Linked DNA regions of Zea mays: region 2 is linked to region 1. The links are chromatin contacts, called in public Hi-C maps. All regions are on one chromosome and are shown on one strand. The core of a region is the stretch at or near the end of the contact, and the rest is flanking DNA. Distances in the headings are between cores, read along the strand shown.

What was found. Hi-C and Micro-C count contacts between places; a contact is called where the count stands out from the background.
Region 2: a Hi-C map of leaf shows a contact between it and region 1, with 4 times the contacts expected there. The contact joins two enhancer-like sites. A contact is called at or near these places in 2 of 25 Hi-C or Micro-C datasets (leaf and tassel).

What each region holds. Positions count from the first base shown.
Region 1 is chr4:34,301,954-34,304,736 of Zm-B73-REFERENCE-NAM-5.0, reverse strand. No RefSeq gene overlaps it. Among protein-coding and RNA genes, the nearest start is that of LOC100125646, 100 kb to the right of the region's middle. Within about 2 kb of position 1,401, at least 16 of the 20 cell types and tissues checked have an H3K27ac peak or open chromatin away from gene starts, as enhancers often do. A contact at or near this core is called in leaf, where this site is marked.
Region 2 is chr4:34,484,622-34,487,404 of Zm-B73-REFERENCE-NAM-5.0, reverse strand. LOC100281091 (LHY protein) reads right to left here. Exons shown (of 11, transcript NM_001370710.1): 10 at 2,519-2,783; 11 at 1,823-2,429. The coding sequence ends at 2,079. Among protein-coding and RNA genes, the nearest start is that of LOC100281091, 34 kb to the right of the region's middle. Within about 2 kb of position 1,389, at least 2 of the 20 cell types and tissues checked have an H3K27ac peak or open chromatin away from gene starts, as enhancers often do. A contact at or near this core is called in leaf, where this site is marked.

The DNA of each region.
Region 1 (2,783 bases), core at 152-2,651:
AACCTCATCCGTTCTCGTTATTCCAGATGAACAATGAGACATATATCTGAAGAATATGCTTGAGTTATGAGGGATAACGGCTTTGACATATGTCATCGTCAGGGGAGCGAATGCTTATATTGATCATAATCGTGAGACAATAAATGTCATATTCTATGCCCTGAAGGCGTGAGCTTAATGATCAATATGTGAACCTTTATGGAACTTTCTATCAAATATATAGATCCAGTCGATCGAACACCATCAGTCAAAGTGGCTTATTTATATTGATACGTGCACTTATCTCGTATATCCTAGAAGTGAGTAGAGGTAAAGTTCCCGAAATATTCCTTGCAAGGATATGCAATCTGTTTGCTAAATCTTTATGTGCATATACTTCCAGAAGAAGATGTTTTTGCCTTATTGATACGGTTTTGCAAGGATCAGGGGAGCACATTTCTAAAGTTAGCCCTTGTAGAAGATTCGATAGAATCTAGATCTCAGAGGATCGAAATCTGTCACGATGACAGCTGTTGTACTCTTTTTCCCTTGGTGAGTTTTCTTGAAGTTTCTCACATGAGGTTTTTAACGAGACAACAAAGTGCAAATGCAATTTGTATCACCATGCACTCTTTCTCCACATTTTTTCTACTGGGTTTTTCGATTTTAACGAGGCATGAGTTGGTCGCGGTATTCGCTCAAGGGGGAGTGTTAAGTAACCATAGTTAGGGTTATGTGGGCAAATACCTGCTTTGCCCCTAAGGGGTTTCACGTCTCTATATAAGGAACTTGTACACCCCTCATAATATAAAGAAGAGAAAGAGGCCAGAGTCCCAACCCTATATCATGTGTCTCGTGTGTTCCTCTGTCGTGCTTATGGGAAGGGAGACGGATCTTGCACAACTTCTCGCGCCTCTACTGATGACGGGAGAGAAGGGAGCGGATCTGGTGATCTGTGGTAACGTAGTTCTCAACAATTAACACTTGTTGTTTAGAACAAGATTTAGTAAAATATTTAAAACTACAAAAAAACTTGTTTTTTTTTCTTCAAATTTTGCATTGTTGTTGGGGAAAAAACCCGTGGTCAAAGATGCATATTGTATTTCAAAACGTTGTAATCTTATATTAGAATAATGTCCTGTATGTATTTGTAAATACATTTTCTCGCTCATTCCTTCTCTCTAAATTCCCATTTTTGGTGTTGTCGTGTGTGGCCGTGTGGGCTCCCTCTGCTTCCTGTTCTCTTCCGATCCATTTCCCTTTATGGGCTCGATCCATTTCCCTTTTTATGGGAATTGTTGGCTCCTAACAATTCCTTCTCGAGTTTTGTGGGCTTTGCTGCTTCATGGTACATGTGCATGCATCCATATTCCTCTTGGGGGTAGCAGGCCAGTTCGGCCCATCGTGTGGGATACAAGCTAGTCTTACTTTGACAACAGTGCTAGCCATACTATCGTCTTTTTTAATGCCGCAGATGTGTCCCGCCGCTGCTTCAGAGCTTCTCGTGAGCAGCAACGGAAGCTATCGAAACCAAAGCATGTACTGGCAGTTGTTTATAGCACTCGAGACCCCAAAAAAATCGTTACATAGTTTATGGCATTTGATGTAACCATTGCTTCAAAGACTCGGTATAAAAAGCGTTCATGTTTTTTTCCTGCTGACGCAACCCATGAACCAAGAAAAAAAAGGCAATGACGCAAACTATTCAAAGAATTGTACAAAAACAACACACATCTATAACCTCCATGGCACTATAGCTTCACTCATTCGAGCAAGAAACATACTTCTATGTTACATGCTAGGTTTACTATCATCCATACTAAACCTATAGAAATTTGGGACCCTCCAACCATCAAGAAGACTCAAGAGCTATTATGTAATTGAAATGGAAAGGATACGACTTATGATAAGTGTTCCTGCTCGACTTCAATTATATACACAAGCTACTCTCAATAGATCTAGACACCTCATTTTTAAACCGATTCAGTGTTTCATTAAAATCGGTTGTAGGAGCTATAGACATGTTATCGAACATAGAATTTTCGCTAGGCGAGTTCGGTGGGTGAGGTAGAACCGTCTTATAACCCGCTGAGCCTTGATTCACCGTTGTTTAATGATCGGTTCGCGGAGTTCAATTCAAATTAGAAAGGGAAGTGGCCATTTACATAAACGTTCTTGCTCCACCTAAATTAGAAAGGAATCATATATGAATTTCACATGAATCAGTTTGTTTTCATAGAAGAAAAAACATACGAAACAAAAAAAAATCATGTATTCTAAAGAGGCCTGAAACAAGCCTTGAAGTTATACATGTCCAAACGGGTGGGCCGTGTCGGCCCGGCACGCCTGGACCCGTTAGGTTGACGGGTCGTGCCGGGCTGGGCCATCGTGGCACATTCCAGGCCCAAGCATGGCACGTATATAGCCATGTCGTGCCGGGCCGACCCACAGCCCGTTAAGGCCCGCCTTGCTTTAACCGGAGTGGAAAGGAAAATAAGCAAAAAAAAAAGCCTAAAAATAAGTTTAGCTAGGATTCAAACTCTGGTTGAAGGCTTTAAAATGCCTAGCCGCATAACTCTAGCCAACTAAACCAAATTTATTTTGTATCTAAAATATTAAAGTTGCTTCTAATATACAAAGAAATGCACTGGGAAATAAACAAAAATAATCGGTCCGTGCTCATGCCGGCACGACGTGCCACGGCAGCGGCCCAAGCCCAACACGAATAACGGGATGTGTCGTGTTCGTGACGGGCAAAAAAAGGTGTCGTGCAATGGGCCACCCGACGAGCATGGCCCATTTTT
Region 2 (2,783 bases), core at 140-2,639, 180 kb before region 1:
TATCGCTGTTTGAACCCGGCTATGTTGCTGTCCAAAAATAGATTGCAGGGTGTATCTTGTAGACGGGTTTGGGCTAATTATATGTTGCAATTTAATTATCATTTGAATATAAAACTTGTGGAGAATTTTATGTAGATGCTTCCGGAGTTTTTGATTAATATCACTGTTGTTATAATTTTAAAGTTATGAAATTATCAAGCAGCGCCGCTACAGTTTGGTGGTGATGGGGAGAGTTGTCGCTCGCGACGGGTTGGAATTGTGCGTAGGTGTGGCGTTGTTTATTAGTGCTTGTTATGTTGATTTGTGCACTAAGGTGTGTGTCAAAAACAGGTGGTGGAGTACCATTCCAAATTCCCGGTGAAGGCAAGTAAATATAGTGGTGGTTCCTACCGTTTGGTTTGCATCCTATGCCTTGTCATTGAGTATGCATAAGTATTAAATGTGTTAATCATTGTATTCTATGATAAAGTTTATTTGTTCGAAAGTATTAATTCTCAATTGTCTAATATTGCGGATGATCATGATTTGGGAATGATATATGTGGTTGATTCCCATCTTGGATATAGTTGAAGTATATTTTTGAATCACGTTATATGAAGTGTTGTAGGCATGCCATGCATATCGCATCATCCATCTTGCGTTTTGAAGTTATGTCGTGATCTTATGGTACGACCGTACCGGTACACTTTTAGCATCGTACGTTGCCCGATGAGGGGTACGATGCGGCTTCATATCCTTAGAGGTATGGAGGCAGAAGTCATCCTTGCATTTGTGGACATTTGCACTCATGAGGTATATATGAAGTGTGACATTACTATGTTACTATTGTGGTTTCTACCTGCGAGGTGTGGTAACTAGGTGTGTTGTACGTCGTATTCATGCTGCATCTTCGTATTAAGAAGGTTGTGAAATCAAGTGGTGGTAAAACAATGTTTTTATATGGTTAAACAATTTGTTATTATTTTACTTGCTGAGATGTGTCATCTCACTCTTGCATTACTCAATGCAGGTACTTGATATATGTTGGGAATGAGGGGAGTAGCAGCACGTCCACTTTCACTCTCATAATAACGCTGCCCAGGCGCAACCATGATTTAATTAGAAACTTGTTGTCAAATGGTGTTTGTTTTTTTTAACTAGTTGTGCGCACTGGTTAATTCAATTCATGTCGTATATTTAACTTCCCTTTGCTAGCCGATTAATAATACTTAGTATGTTTTTTGTCATGATATATGTTTATACATTGTTGTCCCCTCATTTATGCAATTTTGTAAATGTCAGAAGTGTAATTCAGTAGCATTCCGAGGTGTTTGTGGATCCCGGGGTGTTACAGTTCCGTTGACGAAGTTCTTTCTTTGTTTGCAAAGTGTCCAATTTTATCTTTTACATTAACTGCTATACTTCTGCCTATGATAAAGGTTCCAACTCATTTGGTCCATTTGAGTGAAAGATCATATGTAGATTTGTAGAAAAAACATCTAACTGTATCATAAGTTTTTTTTTCAAAACCTATTTACAAAATGACCTCATTTAGTTTCTTCCGGTGGACTTCATGAATTGTCTCATGCAGGATAACACAATTAATGGATGGATGTCCATGAGAGCATAACCCAAGTTAATGATAACACAATCCATGATAGCATAACACAAGTTAAAATAGAAGTGAAACATTTATGTGAGTACTTTCTCTACACAATCTTCTAGCAACAGCAAACATGACAATGTTCAAATATTTTCTGCCCTATATTAGTCATAATGTTCACCCTCTCGCTCAGCCTATCCTACACCTTGATCAAATAAACCTTTGCATGAGCCTTCAAAATAAATAATATTTCAATTATTTTCCTTTCCAAAAATATAAAACATAAGGAAAATACATTTTGACCAAAAAAAAAAGTTTGATAGTTGCATGATGCTTAAATCAGACTCTACGAGATAAGGTTTTAAAGCAGTCTAGCGGGCTGCTTGACAAGCATTAAAATACAGCACACAACAGATTGAGTTTTAATGAAGCACTGCATTGCAAGATCTGAAGTCCTATAGTAGCTTAGATGTAAATATAACTTTGAAGAAATCAATTATGTGGATGCTTCGCTATCAAGACGAATCCTCTTGGTACCAACCATGTCGCTAGCCGGCACCCGGTTTTCCTTCGCTTCCACAGAACATCTCTTGTATGGTTTGAAGCCTGTACGGCGCGATTTCAGCTTCAGGTGCGACAATTCATTGGGAAAGGAAGCCCTGGGCTCATCCATTGTGTCGAGGTCATCATGATCAATGCTTGTGGCATTCTTGTTGAGGTCAACTGCCACTGTGGTCACTTCATCTTCCTCCTCCTTGGCAACCTCCTTCGAGTCTACTGCTTGTGGGGGAGAAAAGCTTTGCGGAAGCTTTTCCCTACTGAACAGCGCATCGAAAGCCAGACGACCCTGTCAACAAAGAAGTGAATCAGAAAGGCAATGATGCGTGCTCAAAAATTTGGACAGAGTGAATTAGCATATTGTTGGTAGATTACAACCTCTTCGGAAACTTCCTTCCATGAATCACTTGTGCTTCCATTGCTTCTAAATCTGCGGTGGTTAGTGTCACCAGCTGAAGAGTTGCTGCAGGAGGCTTGCTTCGCCTTCTCATTAGCATTGTCCTCCTCAGGAACATTGCCCGCATCTACATCACTACTTGAAGGTGTGTTAGAACCGCATGAAGAGCGATCCTGCTTTTTCTTATTCCTGAATGCATCATTTGTGCCAGCTCCTGTGGTAGGTGTGGCATCAGCATTCTGGGCA